Regions from separate parts of the Triticum aestivum genome. Here region 1 is linked to region 2. The links are chromatin contacts, called in public Hi-C maps. All regions are on one chromosome and are shown on one strand. The core of a region is the stretch at or near the end of the contact, and the rest is flanking DNA. Distances in the headings are between cores, read along the strand shown.

Region 1 (4,751 bases), core at 2,024-4,523, 270 kb before region 2:
GAGATCGATCATTCTCAGGGTGCTTTTGCCAGAGCCATGCCGGTCCAAACCTAGAGTTTCGAGGCATGGATCGGTGATGAGGACGCAGTTTCGGAGGCACAAGCTGCTTATCCGCTCGCAGTTCTTGGCGATCAACGTGACGGCTCTACCGGATATCCTTGGTACGTTCCCAATGTCAAACGCGACCAAGGTTTTGTTGATGGTGCCACTCCCACACAGCAATGAGGCTATGCCGTTGTTGGTGATCCTTCTGCAACTCCTCAAGCATAAGGAAGATATTGGGCAGCTCCCGTTACCGAGTGCTGACAGACCTGCATCGGTAATGTCAGCTCCGGCAAGGTCCAATAGAGTTAACTTGGAAAGCTGCGAGATGGAGGACAGGCCAGAGTCTGCAATGCTCCTGCAACCCGACAGATCAAGAACCTCCAAGTTGGTGCAGGATGACAGAGATATTGCTGTCTCACTGGTTAAGAGACCGCAGGACAGCAACCTCACTTCTGTGATCTTTGTTGCTGCCTCATCAAGATCGAGGCACGTCAAGTCTGACAAACATGAGGCGGTACTGACCTCGAATTTCCTCAGGTCCTTGCAAGAGTGGAGAAGGGCTGCATATCCAGCATCTCTCACTTTAGAGAACCCACCGAGCCTAATGGTTTGGAGTTGCTTGCATCCTTCAGCAAGCATCAGTAGCCCAAAGTCGTTCACCCTTCTGAAGGTGGAGGAACAACCCTGCTTACCGCGCGTAAGAGATAAATGTGTCAAGTTCTGGCATAAACCAAGTGCTTGCAGCCCAATATTAGTCAGATCGTTGTCCAGATCTGCTTCACTCCCCGGGTTGTCTTCTAGGCAGAGCTCAAGTAAGTTTGAGAGACTTCTAGTGATGAAGGTAACAAGTTCATCCGTTATTATGTCCAGAACTAAAGACAGTGATTCTAGACTGTCACTGAAGGGTGTCTTCAGAGATGGGCTTATTGGAAAGAGTTTCTTTGCTTGCCAATTGGCCACAGGCATTAGCAATAGTACCTTGATAGTACTAGGTATAACAGGCACCAAAGAATCAAAATCAACAGAGCCTGGAGGTAGCAGAGGGAATTTCAGGGAAAGATTCTGCATTCATAGATTTGGAAAGACAGATTAGGCATACACACACAGCAACCAAATTAATTTCTTCCAACTGTAATTACTCAAAATCCATGGCGAATATTAGTTGACCTTTTATATATATGCTTTAGCACTCGAAGATTGATTTTTTACTTAAATTGTACTCAAAGATACTAATCTAAAAACTATTCAAACATGCAATGTCGTCATTTCCATCATTATAGGTAAAGAAGTGTATCATGTTCATATGTGACAAAGACATCTCACCTCCAAGTAATCACATCCTTTGAACATGTGTGCTATGGACTTACGGCAGATCACAAAATGTTCACTGCCATTCAAGTTTGCCATCTCCAGTGTAATTGATCTGAATATAAATACAATACGCTCAGACTTCTCACGATTTGGGTCAAGATGAAAACAAACCATTTTTTAGAGAACGGAAACATAACCAATCACTATACCAGGTACAAATCAAATTTCCCCAATGCACATCCCACCCGGGCAACAATAAACCTTACAATGCAGTAATACTAGGCAACAGTTAAATAGCACCTAATCCAATTTCTCAAGAAATGAACTGTTACGAAATTAGTTTCCATGGCTTAGTGCCTATGCTAACTTCCACAATTAACAACATGGCTGCTTGGTTCCACACTTCCACTTCCACTAGTCATGGTACCAGGTCATGCAGCGTAGATATAAGTAGGCCGATATATCAGTTTTGGGACTCTATCGATATAAACATAATATATCATTTTGTAAATATCATTTTAACACATATCATCCGATATGGACCGAAATATCGACCGATATGGACCGAAATATCGACCAATATGGCTGATATCTGGCCCGATATGCCCACTGATATAGACCGGTACGTCGATGAACACAATTATTTATCAGAAAGCGGTGAAAAATATATTATATATAAAGTCGTGCATAATGTTTTGTAGAAACACATCTATAACATATTGTTTTTAATCTTAGAGTGAGGATTTTGTGAATCTGACTTAAATAGTTTCTTAATTAACACGTTCATAAACTAGAAACCTAAATTTATTATGCTAGATCATTGACACCATACCTTTTGTTTTCACTAAAAATATATTTTTGAATAACAATATTGAAAAAAAAACAGATATATTTTCTCCAATATATCAACATATCGTCCGATATATCATCCTATATCCAACATCCAATATGTTCAAGCCAAACCGATACAAAACCAATATACGATATGTTGAACCTTGATTGACACCGGGTTTTGTTGACGAGGTTCAGCCAAAACCTAAATCCCCTGGGATCTCTTCTGTTATGTGGGCACTCTTCCCCTGATACTATTTGATATCCCAACAAAGTCGACACCCACGAGAGACTCTGGTCAGACCACCTGAAATGGCAAGTCAGACCACTCCCTCCACGCCGAGTCCACCACGATTCTCTCAGTTACGCACAGCACTGTCCCTTGTATTTATTGAGGTCCTAACTACTACTCAAACATGATTTCTTAACCCTATATCAGCTAATACCACCACAAGTCCTACTGTAGTCTAGCCCGTAGCATAAACAAACAAGCAATTGCTGAAGAATCATACCTCAAATTGGTGCACCTCTCACCAATCACCACAAAGAGGTACGGAGAGAACGACGAGCACTTGAGCAGCGAGAGCTCGCGGAGGCTCTCCTTCGCAATAGCAGCGACCGCGGAGTCGTTGAGTAGGCTGCAATTGACGGTGAGGCTGCGGAGCCTGCCATTACCGGCAAGAATCCTATTCGCGATAGCATTCGTCGGCGTAAACGCCTGCAACAGCAACCAAACCCCAGATTAAAGGGAGACCTCTCTGGCGGGAGGCGGGGAGCGCGAGAGAGGGGGAGCGACGAGGCTCACCGAGAGGTCTAGGGATGCGACGGAGGATAAGGCGGCACCGGCGGCGCCTCGGAGGGCGCGGCAGGATGCGGCGGCGGAGCAGGCGGCCTCTAGCCCCACCCGGCCAACGACCTCCACCAGGAGCGCTTCGGGGAGGATGTCGACCAGGCCTCCTCCGACGCTGCCGGAGGCCTCGCCGCCGCCCTGGTCGTCGCCGGCGGCGCGGGGCTTCTTCTCCATAGCTCCTTGCTTTCAGACCTAGAGTCAGATGCGCGGAGACTGTCCCTGGATGGCTGGATGTACCACCACGGCTCGCGGGCCCTCTGTGTGGCTATGACATGTGGGCCCTCTGCCGTCGTTCTATTTGGTTTTAATCTGCTATACTGTTCTAAATGAGGAAATAAACCAATAAACCGGACCTGCTGTTCTTTCTTGGAATAAAAAGGTTAGCGCTAGGTATCTGAAAATTTCAAAACATTCTATGTGTGGCAGCTGCTCAATACTTTGCAAAATGTCCGATTTAACAATGTCTCATCTAAGTCATGGTTCGTTCGATATATTGTTGTAGTCTTCGTGTAAACTTTACCTCGCTTCGTTTCGTCCCGCGGTCCCGTTTCCCGTTGGAGTCCGGTTGCCGGCCCGTTCGAGTCGGGCGTGCTTTTTGTTAGGCCAATTTTTTGTTCAACCATTGTTTTGTTGTGTTGATGGCCGTTTTCATGGACTTTTTTGTGGTTTAGTGTTGGCCTGCCTTCTGTAGAAACGAAGGGGACATGGTGCTTTGTTCGCTGCCTCTTTTATCACTTACATTCCTCGGCCACCTCTCTCTGTTCCTCCTCTCCCCATTCCCCTTTTGTCTTCTTTTAGGGCCGCCGCGAGTAGGAAGGAGTCAAGGTGAGCATGAAGGAGTCGACCGAGGATTGTTCACTCCCGCGAGGTGAAGAGATGGCTGGGAATGGCGATAAAGTGAGTTTTTTGTCCTCCCCCCCCTCCGCACCCCTATTTTTTTAGGTTTTCCTGATTTGAGGTATAACCTAGATTTCAAGTAGATTAGCTCCCTCTGCGCTATGCCCGTCCTGCTTTTATTAGGCTTTTTTAGATCCTCTATCTCCTTGATTGTATTTCGTTAGATCAGACCCATCGACCGGCTGGATTGGTTTGTGTTCTTGGGAGGGGTGCGGGATAGGGGTGGCATAGTGTTTATTGGAAAATCACGAGGTCTCAAACAGATGCATGGTTAGACCCATTTGGAAACCCGTTATTGAAGGCTTTTATTCTAAATCATTGGAAACGCCCTCTATCCCTTCTTATCCATGGAGCAGTGTATTCTTAAGTTGATTCTTTAAGTTTTCTTAAGTTGGAGTTAGTAGAATATACAAGAACATGTATGTCATGTTGTCGTGTGTCTTTAGTAGACTTGATTTAAAGGGTGTAGGTCAATTCTCCCCTCTGTGAGTTTCTTAGGTGTAGGTAGTGTGATCCCCGGTTTGTGTTTTTCTAGTTGTAGGTTTTTTTTCTGTTGTAGTTTGTAACGCGGTGTGTTTTGTAGGCCGCATTGCTTTGATTTTTACCTACTTCTCCTGTTTTTAGTAACCTACTGGGGTTGAAAGTTATTTTTCTACAACTCATCTTACATTTATTTTTGTGGGACAAAGGATTATATGCATTTTTTTGCAGAAGTATGGCTAAGAACTGCATCACATATTTGGCTAAGAACTGCATCACATTTGCCTTACTGACCTGCCAAACTGTGTGTTCCTTGCTGCATCATTTCATATGACAA
Region 2 (4,758 bases), core at 836-3,335:
ATCACCACCTATAAGTGTTTGATAAAGCAAGGTGAGTACATGGTGTAAGTGTTGTTACATTGAATGACCGACACAAACTAAGCAATAGGTTTAAAGGGGATAAGTGGTGGAGCGTCTGCAAGCACCTATGCGTCACGATACAACAACGACTATTATAGACAAGTATAGAGAGTGTATGCAGACCATCTACACAAAACATGTGCAACACAACCTCACTGGTTGTGCCCACGTTGAGCTGCTAGCCGTCCTTGAAAAATCACATAGCCTTGCACTCCCCTCCGTACCACCCGGGAAGAAGAATCCCCAAGGTTTTTGTTTGGCAAGTTTTATTATTAAAAGTTGAAGTTGCACAAGCTCTATTACTAATAATATTAATAGTTGAAGTTGTTCTATGATCAAATCGGCCAATTCAAGTCGTCCATAACCACAGACACGACTTTTCGAATAGGTTTAACACTGCAGGGGTGCACCAATATGCCCATTACAAGCTCCACACTCACGCTCATCAAACCCAACTGTTGACCCATTATATGCATGAACCGGAAGATCTGAAATGACACGACGCATCCCTAGCTACATCCAATACCAGAAAACCACCAAATGGATCGACACCCGAATTGAAGTTCGGCCGTAGCTTTGAGTCGGACCCAAACTTCTATGCCATGTTCTGAGGTGGCCGATACTCGAGTCCTGGGTCAACCCCTCATAGCTCCATGGGTTTGGACAACCGTATTTGACTAAAAATATATAAAGGATATGCTACACAAAGTATATTGTTGGATTTGTATTTGAAAAAGATTTTCTATGATACTAATAGCCTTGCACGTGCACGCACGTCTCTACAAGAAAAATGTTTGTTGATTGGTACTTTTTTAGTTTTTACATACACAATCCTTTACAAGAAATATGAAGAAGCCTTCATGCTGAAAAAGAGAACAATCCTTTACAATAAACATGAAGGTCTCTAACCTACCAGCATCAGAATATCGTCCAAACCAACATCTCAACTTCTCAATGATGGAAATAGAAGAGAAACATGGACAAATGCAAGCATGAAGAAACTGGACTACATAACAAAGACCTCCAAATCAGTAGATTTACTATACTAACTCCAAATTAGCAACATTGTATGAGTTGAAAAGTAAAAGGGACAACAGCAATAACTCAGAAATTAGTTCCCTATCGTACCTATAAAGAGATGGCTAAAAATGATATAATTTTTGTGACATTTATATTTATTAGTTAAATTCGTTGTCAAACTTTGACTCAAAATAAAAGGGGCTTAATAAATCCAGGCGGAGGGCATACTCGCTTGTGGCTCCGGAAAAATTATGCAGTTTCGACCCAGTTATTAACCCTACAGCTAAACCCGGGCCGGGCCGGGTCGGGCTTGACATTCGGGCCGGGCTCGGGCTTTGTTTTGCAGCCCGAAAGATACTTCGGGCCGGGCTCGGGCTTCAATTTTTCTGTATTTCGGACCGGGCTTGCACGTGCGCGTACTAAAAAACAACGTTCGAGCCGGGCTTTCGGGCTTCGGGCTTGATTTCGGGACGGGCTCAGGCTTAAAAACAGGGAGTATTTCAGGCTTCGGGCCGGGCTTGGGCTTGAGAAATGAAGGTCGGGCTTTTACAAGCCCGGCCCGGCCCGACGTTCGCCCGGTTTTAACTACAGCTGATGCGTGCGTGGATAGACACGAGGGTCGGATCATACAAAACTTCTAAACGGAGGGTCACATGGTCCTAAAATAAGATGAAAATAGTGATTTTGGCCCGGCATTCAGCTACAATGACCGAACGAGGGCTAGGGAGAAAAGCCGTGCAGTGCACAAACGTTTTTTCGAGGGCACGCCAAAGGTGATTGATTTTTTCGAGTGCACGTTTTTTCGAGAAAAGCCGGGCCGTGCAGTGCACAAACGTCAAAGAAGGCAATTTGTCACGGTGACATGACCTGACCGACCGCAAGCGTCGAGAAACTCGTATAATCGTATTCGTGGCCGCAGGATAATATAGTGAGTGAGTGCTTCTTCGGATTGGCCCTTGCACGCGCGCAGAAGCCGCGCGTCTCTCACCTACCGCGCGCATGGGCATTGGCATTGGCTGATGCCGCCCCCGAGCCGAGACCAACCTCCACCAGACGCGAACGCCGCCGGCGCGGACCGTCGGATCACAGTCACCACCACGGAAGCAAACAAGAAGCCCAAAGCGTCGGTCAACACGACCCCGCGTATATATCCCACTCCCCCACTTCTTCTGAGCAAAACCCAAACCCAGACCCAAACCCCGTCTCCGCGCGCCACATCGCTCGCCGATCGCCGCTTCCAACTCTCTCTCTCTACATTTCGTCTCGCCGCGTACGGCCTGAGCGCCACGCCAAGCCAGCCCGCCGCACTCATGTACCAGCCCCCGCTGAATCTCGCCTGCACCCCCCCGATGGCGGCGGCGTCCCTCGCCCGCGCGGCCGCGCGCTTCGCCGGCGAGCCCTCCCGGGCGCCGGCGGGGTCGACGCGGCCGCGGCCCTGGAGGGTCGGGACGCGCGCCCCTGAGTCGCGGCGCCGGCGTGCAACGGGCGTGCGGTGCTGCGGTGGAGCGGGGTTATTCGGCGATGGGGCTCTAGGTCGTGGGGAGGCGGAGGCGGACGAAGGGGGCAGGTTCGTCGGGTGGTTCCGGGAGGCCTGGCCGTACATCCGGGGCCACCGGGGGAGCACCTTCGTCGTCGTCATCTCCGGGGAGGTCGTCGCCGGGCCCCACCTCGACGGCATTCTGCAGGTACCCGTCGCTCTCCCCCCGCGAATGGTCCCCCGTCCGCTTTCGCGGAAATGGATGATTCGCATTTCGGTGCTGTGGGCTGACAGCGATTCTGCACGCCTCTTCACTGTTTTGATTGCTTAGTTTTTGGTTTCACCTCAAATGCCATTTTGATGGGATCGTTCAACAAGAGAGGGATTTTTGCAGATTTGTTCCGAATTCAGCATGCACATGCCGAGTTAGGAATTCTTAAAGAGGTTGGACCGTGGATCGCATAATCTTGCTGGACATATTTCAAGAGAGTGAACTTGAGGCCATCTCCGCGGCCTCGATTTCGCTGTGTCATTGTTCGAGCTGGACAGCACAGTTGCTTTCTTATAATAATTCTGCTGCAAAGAAGAGAGCAACGTCGAGAGAGAAACCGACGGCTGGTTGCGATATGAGTGGTTAAGCTAGTTTCATCTAAGTTCAAACCAGCTCTGCCTCCTTCACTGATTTGTTGGAGAAGATAATAAATAAATTAACTGCTGCACGTGTATTTCGTGTTACTTTCACTGCGCCTAACAGTCATTGTCATCAAAACATTTCTGTTGAATATTGTCGTTAACAATATCTTGGAAGGTGCGGACCCCAGAGAGAAAATGACCCAGTGTCCCGGTGTAAAACCACATATATTTTCCATCTCATGATGGGGTAGTGTCACTGTACATGAAAATTACCAAGAAAAAAATCTTGCACCCGGGTTGCTGAGCCTGGGTTTGGATAGGTTGACCTGCTCCTCCTTCTAAAACAAGATTTATAACTAATAAAGATTTTCTGAGGTGTTACCTTTCATGAACCCTGGTCCATGACATTACCATAATGGCTTAGTCAGTGTTCATTGGCTGAAATGACAATTCACTAAAGGTGTAGTTCTGTGTTAATTTAAAGAACGTAGTTTTGTTGAAATTTTCTTTAAAATGTATTTTTTTTATATACTTTTGACAACTTATGTGTAGTTCCATGAAATTCACATTATTTCAACATGCAGGATATATCGCTTCTACATGGTCTTGGGATCAAATTTGTTCTTGTTCCTGGAACGCATGTTCAGATTGATAAGCTCTTGGCTGATAGAGGTTAGCTGAAGATTTGCATCTTTTTACTCTTTTATATGCTAAAATGCTTTGAATAGATACGTTTTTCTATGAACGTCCACACTATTGAAGTGTCTGTTTGGTTACCGTTGGAACAAAACAAAACGGATTCTTCTTCACATCCCACAAATCTCACAAGTTCATTGATGTGTTTGAACCTATTTGCTTATTTATTTATTTATTTCTATATGCCGTATTTGATACTCCCTCCGTCCGAAAACAAGTGTCTCAACTTTAGTACAACTTTGTACTAACTTAAAGTTAGTACAAGTATTTGGTGGCATATAAGGAAAGTGGGGGTATTATTTCGGATAAGCACGGCTGAGTGAGCTCTGGATAAAGATTACGTATGGAGGAACATCCTGTTTTTTGTTTTGCATATATATAGCATATCGAGGGAGATATATCCAGTCAGTTTAATAGCATAAGTATCGTGGCGCATTCCAGTCATAGTTTGTCTCATCTCATATATGGTTTTTCTATTTTTCGGTTCAGCACACACTTTTGGAAATGGAGATTAAGTATTGAAGTCATTTCTTGGTTCTTATAGTGTTGATGATTGGCGAAGTACTGCAAAGTAAAAGCTACAAAACCAGTGCTATACTTTGTATTGATGCCGTGGTTGATGATTTGTCGTTGCACATGTCTTTTCTTTAAATAGTATTGGTGATTGTACTACATGTGTGCATGGTGGTGAAGGAGCTCACTTTATGAATTTCTCAGGAAAGAAGGCCAATTATGGTGGTCGTTACCGTATTACAGATTCTGATTCATTAGATGCTGCGATGGAGGCAGCTGGCAGAATACGCCTTACTATAGAAGCAAAGCTATCTCCTGGTCCCCCAATGTTAGATCTTCGTCGACATGGTGTTAATGGT

Evidence for each region. Hi-C and Micro-C count contacts between places; a contact is called where the count stands out from the background.
Region 1: a Hi-C map of leaf shows a contact between it and region 2, with 6 times the contacts expected there. The contact joins the promoter of LOC123166828 here to the promoter of LOC123164033 in region 2. A contact is called at or near these places in 2 of 5 Hi-C or Micro-C datasets (both in leaf) and 1 of 1 datasets of contacts at active chromatin or transcription factors (leaf).

The regions. Positions count from the first base shown.
Region 1 is chr7D:206,704,093-206,708,843 of IWGSC CS RefSeq v2.1, reverse strand. LOC123166828 (F-box protein At-B) reads right to left here and starts at 3,273. Exons shown (of 4, transcript XM_044584633.1): 1 at 2,993-3,273; 2 at 2,700-2,905; 3 at 1,369-1,468; 4 at 1-1,107. The coding sequence starts at 3,211.
Region 2 is chr7D:206,434,487-206,439,244 of IWGSC CS RefSeq v2.1, reverse strand. LOC123164033 (probable amino-acid acetyltransferase NAGS2, chloroplastic) reads left to right here and starts at 2,085. Exons shown (of 10, transcript XM_044581456.1): 1 at 2,085-2,765; 2 at 3,775-3,862; 3 at 4,604-4,758. The coding sequence starts at 2,100.